Regions from separate parts of the Sus scrofa genome. Here all the other regions are linked to region 1. Evidence: chromatin contacts called from public promoter capture Hi-C and targeted proximity ligation data. All regions are on one chromosome and are shown on one strand. The core of a region is the stretch at or near the end of the contact, and the rest is flanking DNA. Distances in the headings are between cores, read along the strand shown. Region 1 holds the start of NOL10 (nucleolar protein 10). Region 2 holds the start of RRM2 (ribonucleoside-diphosphate reductase subunit M2). Region 3 has its middle 20 kb from the start of RRM2.

Region 1 (3,743 bases), core at 612-3,111:
ATACTAGTCGGGTTCATTAACCACTGAGCCACGATGGGAAATCCCTATCAAAAAAAATTCAAGTGTAGTTCATTTACAAAGCTGTGTCAATTTTTTTCCTTTTCTTTTCTTAGTATGCTTTTTCCTTTATTTCCTTACTTAGTGAGATTGCCAGGAAGAAATTTTTTCTTACCCTTCTAGGTTCTTTTGACTGGCCTAAGAACTAAATTGATATCATATTGCTTAATATGAGAAAATCCAACAGAAGTTTAATAGCATGTGTACATGGGAAAGCCTCAGAAAACTAAGTCCCCTGACTGTCAACCTCTTCGGCTAAAGACAAAAAGAGATGTTTGGGGCAGTGGTTTGGGGCTTCAAAGGCAAGGAAGGCAAATCACAGGGAGATTAAAAAGCAAATGTTTGGTAAACAAATGCTGGCCTGGCGAGGCAGAGACAATGCAACACAGAAAGAAATTTTCACAGACTTGCAAGGGTCTTCCCCTTCCACACAGGTCTTACTAGAGTTGTCTAGGTCACAGCTCCCAGGTCCTCTATTTACATTCTTTGAAGCAGTCCAGGAGGTCAAAATTTCTTCCTTTCTTCATTATTTTGGGCTTTGATTGTTTTCCGCTGAAATCAGCATGCCAAAGAGACATTTTGGGGGCAAATTTTGCTCCCCTACAGGATGGATGTTAAATGAATGGAGATGAAAATAACCTTTTTTTTTTTTTTTTCTTTTTCTTTTAAATGGCCAAACCCAAGGCATATGAAGTTCCTGGGCCAAGGATTGAGTCCCAGACAGCCTATGCCACAACTGCCTCAGAGCCTTTAACCCACTGTCCTAGGCTGGGGATCAAACCCAAGCCTCCATTCCCTGCCTCCACAATAACCAGAGCTGCTGCAGTCAGGTTCTTAACCCACTGTGCCACAGTGGGAACTCCTGAAAATAACTATCTTATTTTATTTTATGTATATATATATATTTTTGCCTTTTCTAGGGCCGCTTCCACGGCATATGGAGGTTCCCAGGCTAGGGGTCCAACTGGAGCCGCAGCCACCAGCCTACACCACAGACACATTAACACGGGGATCCAGTCCTTGTCTGTGACCCATACCACAGCTCAAAGCAACGCCGGATCCTTAACCCACTGAGCAAGGCCAGGGATCAAACCCGCAACCTCATGGTTCCTAGTAGGATTCGTTAACCACTGAGCCACGATGGGAACTCCCCAACTATCTTTTAATACATCAAATCTTTTTGATTTTTAATTTTTTGTTTTTTTAAGGGTGCACCCAGGGCATATGAAAGTTCCCAGGCTAGGGGTCAAATCGGAGTGCAGCTGCCGGCCTACACCACAGCCAGATACAGCAACGTGGGACCCAAGCGGCGTCTGTGACCTACACCTGAGTTTCACAGCAACAGGGGATCCTTAACCCACTGAGCCAGGCCAGGGATGGAACCCACATCTTCATGGATACTAGTTGGATTTGTTACTGCTGAGCCAGGATGGGAACTCCAATACATCAACATTTAAAAGCATTTATTTTTAATGTAATGTTGTAGAAACACTGCTGAGAAAGGACCACACTTCCATTCTGAATTTGCTCACAGGCTGCATTCTCTCCCTGGGATCCCTGACCCCCCGCCCCTCAAGGCTTCGGTCTGCCAGGTCAGCACCGCCCTCCTTGGGACCTCGACACTTCGGCCAGAGCAGCGACCCTAAAGGCTTCCTCCGCTCCTAGCTGAGAAGAGGGAGAGCGGCTCCTGGCTCTCCCCACGTTAAGGTCGCCCAGAGACCCCCGGCCTCGCTAGTTCCTCTTCTCTAACCCCCCAGCTTCCCGCTTCCGGGATGGACGCGTCCACCACCCCCGGCGCCCGGAAGTGCGTCATCACTCAGCGCCCGCGCCGGCGCCCCACGCTGTGCATGGCCTCCACGCTCCCCCGGCGCCCCAGGAGGACCTAAGGTTCTGATGCTCGTGAGCCCTGTAGGGAGCGGGTCCTGGACAAAAACTCGGGCCGCAGCTTTTCGGCGTCGCCATGCAGGTCTCCAGCCTCAACGAGGTGAAGATTTACAGCCTCAGCTGTGGCAAGTCCCTTCCCGAGGTGAGTCCTGCCGGGTCCTGCTCCTCGCCGAGCAGCCGCCCCTCTCCTCGGCCCTGTCCCTGGCCGATTCCACCTGTTTCAGCGGGGCCCGGGTCAGCCCCAGACTCAGGGAGGGCCACTGGCGAGTGACGGTGCCCCGGGGGAGCTAGTCCGTGCTGGGGGACGAGGACTAGCTGTCACCGCGCCAGAAGCTGGGCCCAGAGGAGATCAGGATCGATGAGCTTTGCCTTAACTTTTTTGGGGTAAAGTTCTCTAGAACAGAGGAGGTGTCCCTTTGGGCTTTTAAGGATGTTCACAGTGGCTGCTACACCGAGGAGGAAAACGTGGACCGGTTGATTATTTCTTCCCATATTAATGCCCGCCCAACAGCTGCTGGTTGAATTCCTGTTATATGGCAAGTTCGAGAATACAGCAGTGACGAGAAAGGCAGACTTTGCATCTGCAGCATTTATGGTGCAGACGGCAGTATTTCTGAACCTTGTCTTGATTTCTTTGAGTCTTGGGACCTAAGAATTGGAAGGGGCTTGGAAAGTCAGTGATTCTCTTCCAGTCTTTCGTGTTTAAAACATGCAAAAGATCCACTGAGGGGAACGGTAGCTTTGTCCGAGTCACACACCTAGACTCTGAAGCTGGGATGTTATTTCTTAAAAGTCAGGGTCAAGCCACTGTCAAAGCACTTTTTGTAGAAGCTCTTTTTCATTTTGAGACTACTTGTTGTTTTAAAACATACCACTTTCTGGGGTGCTGCTGTTGGTCTGAGTCTTGCCCTTGGGAATCAGAATAAATGTAACTTGTCCTTGTGTCTGACCCGAAAAGATTTGGAGCCAGTGATTAGGTTCTTCTCAGATGGGAGTCTCTGTTGTGGCTCAGTGGAAACGACCCTGACTAGTATCCATGACGATGCGGGTTCGATCCCTGGCCCTGCTCAGTGGGTTAAGGATCCAGCATTGCCACAAGCTGTGGTGTAGATCGGAGACGAAGCTCGGATCCCTGAATTGCTGTGGCTGTGGTGTAGACCAGCAGCTGCAGCTCCGATTTGACTCCTAGCTTGGAATTTCTGTGAGCCGCAGAAGATTTTTCTCAGAATTTGGGTCAGGGGTTCCTGTCGTGGCTCAGTGGTTAACGAATCCGACTAGGAACCATGACATTGTGGGTTCGATCCCTGGCATCGCTCAGTGGGTTAAGGATCTGGTGTTGTCGTGAGCTGTGGTGTAGGTCCTAGATGTGGCTCAGATCTGGCGTGGCTTTGGCTGTGGTGTAGGCTGGTGGCTACAGCTCCGATTAGACTCCTAGCCTGGGAACCTCCATATGCCGTGGGTGCGGCCCTAAAAAGAAAAAAGACAAAAAAAAAAAAAAAAAAGGAATCCAGGCAGGTAACTCCTTATGCTCCAGTTGTTTGTCATATAATATGATCTGTCTCATTTTGTTCTTTCATCCTGTGTATTTGCTGAGAAGTGAGTACGTGCAGGCAGCGCTGTTCTGAGTGTTGGGATACGTGATGAACGTGTCAGATTCGCTCCCGGCTGGAGAGAAGGATAACAAGTAAGCAAACAGAACAGCTTCACGTCCTGAAGTGCTCTGAGTGCTGAGTGTCTAGGAGAGGGCTCTTGTGGGTGAAGTGTTCAGAGAAAGTGGTTTTTACTCAACCCTCAGGGACGGC
Region 2 (3,743 bases), core at 881-3,380, 510 kb after region 1:
AGTGTTCTCCTTGTCCGCCAGGCTGAGCCCTTTCAGGGGCGAGAGCTGGAGCTGCTGCGGGTCGGCGATGGTGGCGAGAGGGACGCGGACGGAGAGCATGGCGACGCGCGGAGGGGCAGGTGAGGCGAAGGCGCAGGTCCTGGGATGCGAGCCCCAGCCCGGCCCGCAGGGGAATTTAAAGCATCCTGAGCGCTCATTGGGCGGAGCCGCCGCTGGCCACGCCCCTCGCGATTCAAGCGCCGCGCGGGATCTCAGGCCGCCCCTGCCCGCCGGGGACCCTCGGGACCGACCCCTCCCAGGCCTCCGGGGGCCGCCGGGTGGGCAGGGGGAGCCACTGCCCGGCTCCCCGAGGGCCCCACTGGACAAAGGCTGCAGCCCCTGCGCGTCTCGGTGGCCTGGCGCGCGCGGGCACTCGCTGGGGCCGGACGGTTTGGGATTGAATGAAACAACGCGATTGGAGCCCGCCAGGCGCCGGAGAGCGGGAGCTGACACCCCACCCCACAGAGCCCCACCTCTCCGAAAACGTCTCTCGGACCGGTTTCGCGGTTCTGGGCGAGAGGTTTTGCAAATGAGGTTGGTGCAAAGGCCAGTAAAACGGCCCCGGCAGCGAGGGAAGCGCCATGGCTGCGACGATTTACATACGTGTACTTGGGGGAGGGGTACAAGGTCCCTGAGGTGTGGGGTGCTCAGCGGGGACCGTGGCGCCTAGCATTTAGGGCCGCTGGCTTCAGAGTCCCGGGGTGCAGTTGCTGTGTCACTAGGACAGGTCACCCGACTTAAAGAATTGGTGCGCTGGTAGCTCTACCTAACCTGTGGGATTCCTAAGAAAATGAGAGGATTAAGTGAGACCATTCATGTAAAATGGGAAGCTCTTTGGAAACCTTCACATTAACAGGAAGGGCCTTTGGTGCAGTTTCCCGCTGAAATCGTGTCTGCTTTCAGACCACTGTCCTCTGTGTCAATATTGTTTTAAAAATGGCAAACTAAGCAAAACCTCCTGGGAAAGAGTCCAGTGTGTGCTTGAAGAACTAGAAATTCATGTACTGCTTATTGGGCATCCAAGATCCTGGAGAGGGGGTTGAAAACCTCCATGGGGGAGGGGGGGATTCGAACTAAGTAAAAGTGTCCATTTTACTTTGTACATGATCTTTCAGATTTGCCATAGATTTTGCCCTGAATGTGGCAAAATTCAAGAAATGATTGCAGAGGAAGCAGTGTTAAGGAGTTCCCATCGTGGCTCCCTGGTAACGAACCCGACTAGTATCCATAAGGACACGGGTTCGATCCCTGGCCTCGCTCAGTAGGGTAAGGATCTGGCGCTGCGATGAGCTGTGGTGTAGGTCCCCAGACGTGGCTTGGATCCTGCGTTGCTGTGGCTGTGGTGTCGGCCGGCAGCTGCAGCAGCTCCAATTAGACCCCTGGCCTGGGACCCTCCATATGCCACGGGTACGGCCCTAAAAAGCAAAAAAAAAGAGCTTCGCATCTCTTAGACAAAACAACTAAGACTCTGGTCTATCTGTTTTAAAGCAGCTCACAGACATTGTCGATTTCCCCTTACTTCAGCATGCACTTTCAGAAAATGGATATTTTTATTGATAGAGGTGTGATGGTTTTATCAGCCACCATAAAACGATCGCAATTATCAGTGATTCTCTGTCCTTCTCTAATCCTCAATGTCGGGTAATTAATACCTGAAGTCCTCCTTTGGGTTGCTGTTCCAGGCACCATGTGCTTTTTAGCTCCTGTTATATTCCGTGTGTACAGGAACCATAAAGTATAACTCGGTGAACTAGCCAGAAACCGTGACTTCTTTTTCGGTTGAACTGCCACGAGGCAGGGGGAAAAGTCGCCATCCTCTCCTTCACCTCCTCCCACCTCTGAGTCATTTGGGAGGTCCCATCCCCTCCCCCCCAGGTCGGGTTTTTACCGCTCTCGCTTTACAAAGGAGGAAGCAGGGGCAGAAGGCTACGTGACTCTGCGGGGAGGTCAAGCCGGGAGGAGGCAGCGGGGCCTGGCTTCTGGTAGGCAGGGCCTCCTCTCTCGCCTGGGTCCCGGAGAGGAAAAGGCCGGGCGGGACGTGGCGGCCCATTCCCCGGAAGAGAGAGCGCCCTCCGCTGCTGCCTAGGGCCGGGCGCTGGAATCTGACCAGGAATCTTCCTGGCTTCCCTCTGCGCCTGTTTGACAGCTGCTCCACGATTGGCCAGTAGGACAGAGACTCCGCCCCCAACCTCCGAGAGGAGGCGCTCATTCGAGCCTTCGGGATCCCACGCCAGGCCACCGTAAGCCCCGCCCCCGCTTCCGGTCCTGCGGTCGCGCGGGGAGAAGTTGTACTTTTAGCATCTAGGGCGGGCGGGTTTGGTGGCCTCTTAAGAGGCGCCTCACCCTACCCCAGCACTCATCACCTATATACGGGACACCGCGCTGGTAATGACACTGACGTCGGTAACTCCACAGCCCCTGGGCCCCTGGACCACGTGATTAACACTTAAAATGCAAAGGACAGTGTGAGGTTCTCTTGAGATCAAGGTCTGAGAGGCAAGGAGAATGTCCAAGGTTATACGGTTCCTAAAACTGCCCAGCTAGAACTTTCCTCTCCCAATTTTTGTTAATAATGTTTTCGGAGTTCCCCTTGTGACTCAGCAGTAACGACTAGTATCCATGAGGATGTGGGTTCCATCCCTGACCTTGCTCAATGCGTTAAGGATCCAGCGTTGCCGTGTAGATCACAGACACCGCTGGGGTCTGGCATTGCTGTGTCTGTGGGGCAGGCCAGCAGCTGGAGATCTGATTTGACCCCTAGCCGGGGAAACTCCATATGCTACAGGTGCAACCCTAAAAAGCAAAAGCAAAAAAATAAATAAATAAAGTTTTCAACAAACAGAAAAACAAAAGAATCCTACAGTCTTCACCCACCACCTGGGATTCAGTGGTTGTTTCCATTTTGCCTTATTGCTTTCTCTTTCTGGACGTGGGAGGCTTTAGTTTTTTCTGGATCATTTGAAAGTGGGTTGTAGAAAGGACACTTCATCCCCAGATATTTCAGCATGTTGCGGCATATAACTCTTAAAAATAAAAACATCCACTAACGTAACCACAACATCATATTCAGACCTAAGAAAACCAGCATTAATTCTCTAACATCACCTAATAGCTTCTAGTCCATAAGCAAATTTTCCCCAGTCGTTTCAAATGTGTCTTTTAATTCATTCACTTTTTATTCAGGATCCTGTTTAGCACATGCATTACATTTGTCCACTGTATCTTTTTAGTCTCTTTAAAATCATATCAAATGAGCTTTATTTTTTGTTCTTTGATTTTTTTTTTTTTTTTAATCTGCAGAGTGGTGGACGTGACAACAAAGTCAGTTACATGCAGTGGCATCAAGACAGTGGTTGTTTGTATAGTTGTTCTTAGGCCCCCCCCCCCGTCTGTCGCTTTTTTGTTTTTGTTTTTGTTTTTTGCTTTTTAGGGCTGTATTCAAGGCATATGGAAGTTCCCAGGCTAGGGTTCAAATCAGAGCTGCAGCTGCCAGTCTACACCACAGCCACAGCAACACGGGATCTGAGCCACATCTACGACCTATACCACAGCTCACAGTAACACCAGATCCTTAACCCACTGAGCGAGGCCAGGGACCGAACCTGCATCCTCATGGACACTAGTTGGGTTCCTTACCACTGAGCCACAACGGGAACTCCATTAGTCTCTTGAATTTGAACAACCGTACTTTGTTTTTAGCCCAT
Region 3 (3,743 bases), core at 557-3,056, 490 kb after region 1:
TAAAAATAGGAATTGCACCCACACGCAGGAAGAGTTTGTTGTGGACCACGGAAGGGCCAGAGTCACAAGGTCACCTGTGTGTTTGGGGAGAGGAAGCTGCTGGGCTCATGAGCTGACTGTTGCGGAGGCAGGCAGCTGTCGGCAGCTGGAGCCACAGCCCCAAGGCCCAGAAACCCCCAGAACCACAGGGATGCCACACGCTGCCCTGCCAACGGCTTCATAAAACCCAGTTCCCGCCACATCATGTGAGCATTTGGACAAGCACAGGTTCCAAAGAAAATTGCAAAAGAAATCAATTGTGCATTAACGAGCAGAGGGGAGACCTCGGCACCGACCTGGGAAGAACCCAAGATCTCTGGCGCCAGCTGGCCAGCTGGCCCGGCCCTGAGCTTGGCGACACTTGTGGAAGGAAGCCCGCCTCCGTTCGGGTGTCTGGCTCTGAAGGCCTGAAGCTCCGGTCACAGGACAGTCTCCAGGAGGCCCTGTGAGCAAGCAGAGCCTCTGCAGCCACAGGTTAGAGGGGAGGGGGGGGGGAGGAAGTGGCCACCCCCTCGGGGCGGTCAGGGCCTCCACAGCATTATCCACCGTCATTAATCCCCAGCCCTGTGACCCCCTGCTCCTGTGTCAGAGACAGAGGCCTCCCCCAGGCCATTCCCTCCCTCACTCATTCAATTAACACTGGAAAGAATCCAGGAGCTCCTGCAGTGGCTCAGCAGGTTAAGATTCTGACTAGTATTCATGAGGATACAGGTTCGATCCCTGGCCTGGCTCAAGGGGTTAAGGATCCAGTGTTGCCGTGAGCTGTGGTGTAGGTCGCAGACGAGGCTCAGATCTGGTGTTGCTGTGGCTGTGGTGCAGGCCGGCAGCTGTCGTTCCAATTCAACCCCTAGCCTGGGAATCTCCACATGCCTCAGGTGTGGCCCTAAAAAGACAAACGAGCAAAAAAAAAAAAAAAAAAAAAATTTCCGGAGGATACAGGTTTGATCCCTGGCCTGGCTCAGGGGATTAAGGATCCGGCATTGCCGGGAGCTGTGGTGTAAGCCGGCAGCTGCAGCTCTGATTCCATCCCAGCCTGAGAACTTCCAGATGCCGCAGGTGTGGCCCTAAAAAGAAAAAAAGAAACAAACAAACAAAACCCAAGCATTTGAAAGAATCCAGACTGCCAGGCCTGTGCCAGATGCTAGCTGATGATAACAAGGGGACAATTAGACCCCATTCCTGCCCTCAGGGGACTCACTGCCCCTGGCGGGGGAGCTGGGGAGGTCAGAGGAGGGAAGACCTCTTTTGGGGGCAGGGGCCGGGGTGTGGGGGGGTGCAGCGAGGGAGAGGGGAGGGGAGGAGGCTCCCTCTTCTGGCCACACGAGGGATAGCAGGCCTTCCTGCCTCCCTGCACCCAGGGCCTGGATTTATGACCTAGAGAGGCCGGGGTAGGGGGGAGGTGCCCGTCACCGGAAACAGAAAATGGCAAGCGTCTTAGGGGTGCAGTTTGGCTAGTGTTGGTGGGAGTCCCCATGGAGAGGTCTCTGAAGTCCGGAGAGGGCTGCGATTCCAGACAAGTGTGCAGAGGCCCCAGGGAGCAACGCTGCAGGAGGAGGTAGGGGGCCAGGGGGAGGCGAAGGGGACTGAGAAGAAGCCTCCAGAGCAGCAGGTGTGGGTTCACAGAGCCAAGGGGACACTGGTGAGAACCGAAGGGGCCACAAGGGGGCAGCACAACAGACGCGAAGGTTCAGTGCAAGACTCCGGAACCAGGCTGCCCCAGGCTCACGTACCAGCAGCTCTTCCTCTTATTGGCTGTGTGACCTTGAGCAGGTCAGTTAACCTCTCTGTGCCTTCAGTTCCTCCCTGTAAAGGGATTGCGAGCAGTGAATGAGTCAGCCTATGAAAAGCGCTTAGGGATTTCCCTGGTGGCTCAGCAGATGAAGGATTGTCACGGCTATGGCTCTGGTCACTGGGAACTTCCACATGCTGTGGGAGCAGCCAAGGAAAAAAAAAAAAAGGAAGGCTGATTCCAAACTTCCCAGGCATCTTCTCCCCCTAGAACAAAAGCCAAGCTCTCTGCCTGGGCCTACGAGACCCCAGGAGAACCCCACGCACAGACAAACGCCGCAGAGCTGCCCCTGTCTCCTGCCCAGACTCTGACCACATGAAAACAAGAGGTTCCTGCCACAGGGCCTTTGCACTTGCACTTCCCTTGCTGGAAACGGCCTTGCCTCCGCCCATGATGTGGTCTGTGCCCACTTTCTGCTCCAGTTCCTCAGATAGCCCTTTGCTGACCACCCACAGGAAAGAGCGGGTGCCCCCCGCCCCCCGTTCTGTTTCCTCCGGAGCACCTGACTTACTGCACATCAGGCTGGTTTGCAGTCTCCGCAAGGGCCTGGGCTCATCTGCTTTGTGCTTCCTTGTCTCGCCAGCACCTGGAGCAGAGAGGGTACAGAGTAGGGCTGACTCAGTGGCCTCCCAGCCCGCACCTCACCCTCCTCCCCACGGCTCTGTGTGCTCACCTGTGCCCCCAGCTTCTGACCCCTGACCCCGGAACAGCTCCCCCACTCCCTCTCCTGCTCCTTCCTTCCCAAGAGCAGCCAGCAAGGGAGTTCTTCCCCTGCTCCCGCTCCCTCCCTCCCTGGAGCCAGTCACCAGACAGCAGGCACCAGGCTCCCTCCATTCAACCACGTCACAAGTGGTTATCCTCTGGCTGCCTCTGCTGGTAGCCACGGGGAGGCAGAGGAGACCAGGCCTGCCTAGGAGGGGCTGACAGTCGTCCTGGGGAGCCAGCACGAAGGGACATCATCCTAATACAGCCAAGACACGTGTCACTGAGCATGGCTGGGTGGCACTAGCTCCCTGAAGCCCTGGGGACACAGTGGGGGTGGAGAGGCAGAGGGCCCGACATGCCACCTGACTTCTGAGCTCTGCCACCTGCAGACTTGTTTTTTTGTTTTTTCTGTTTTCTTTTTACAGCTGCACCTGCAGCATAGGGAAGTTCCCAGGCTAGGGGTCGAATTGGAGCTGCAGCTGCTGGCCTACACCACAGCTCACGGTGACGCCGGATCCTTACCCCACTGAACAAGGCCAGGGTTCAAATCCGCAATCCTCATAGTTACTAGTCAGGTTCTTAACCTGCTGAGCCACAACGGGAACTCCTGCCACGTGCAGACTTAACCCCTCTGAGCCTGGCCCATACACAGCGGAGCAGGACGTAGCTGAGCTCAGTCCTCAGAACTGAAAGCAGCTTCAAAACTGTCCCCTGGCCAGCCCTCAAGACAGAAGCAACTGGATCCCGACTCTCTGCTAGATCGCAAGCCTTCTGAGCCACCCGCGGAGGCCACTGCAGAGGAGTGGGCGCACACCTGTCACCAGCGCGGCCCAGCAAATGGTTTGACGTCTGCCGGACGCAGCCCCGGCTCCTCCACCTCCACCGCCCTGCACTTCCGGCCATAACTCCAGGCCCGGGGCCCGTTCCTCTGTCTTGAAGTCCTCCAGGGGCCAGAACAGCCATCAGCCAGGTAGGTACCTGCCCTTAGCTGCTGAAATTGCCCTTCAATATTTATTAAAGAAAAGTCAAAACAGAAAAACAGAATAGGAAGAAAAATTGGGAGTTTCCCTTGTGGCTCAGCAGTAACGAACCTGACTGGTATCCATGAGGATGCGGGTTCGATCCCTAGCCTTGCTCAGTGGGTTAAGGGTCCGGCATTGCCCTGAGCTGCAGTGTAGGTCGCAGACGCTCGGATCCCAGGTTGCCGTAG

What was found. Promoter capture Hi-C pulls out the DNA fragments that hold promoters and counts their contacts.
Region 2: a promoter capture Hi-C map of liver shows a contact between it and region 1, with 7 times the contacts expected there. A contact is called at or near these places in 1 of 5 promoter capture datasets (liver), 9 of 47 Hi-C or Micro-C datasets (alveolar macrophages, heart right ventricle, liver and 5 more) and 2 of 2 datasets of targeted methods (alveolar macrophages and skeletal muscle).
Region 3: a targeted proximity ligation map of alveolar macrophages shows a contact between it and region 1. A contact is called at or near these places in 7 of 47 Hi-C or Micro-C datasets (epiblast stem cells, liver, mesenchymal stem cells and 3 more) and 1 of 2 datasets of targeted methods (alveolar macrophages).

What each region holds. Positions count from the first base shown.
Region 1 is chr3:125,859,561-125,863,303 of Sscrofa11.1, forward strand. It overlaps NOL10 (nucleolar protein 10), which reads left to right and starts at 1,862. Exons shown (of 21, transcript XM_021087848.1): 1 at 1,862-2,083. The coding sequence starts at 2,018.
Region 2 is chr3:126,365,015-126,368,757 of Sscrofa11.1, forward strand. It overlaps RRM2 (ribonucleoside-diphosphate reductase subunit M2), which reads right to left and starts at 2,131. Exons shown (of 11, transcript XM_021087850.1): 1 at 1,928-2,131; 2 at 1-139. The coding sequence starts at 99.
Region 3 is chr3:126,345,480-126,349,222 of Sscrofa11.1, forward strand. No RefSeq gene overlaps it. Among named protein-coding and RNA genes, the nearest start is that of RRM2, 20 kb to the right of the region's middle.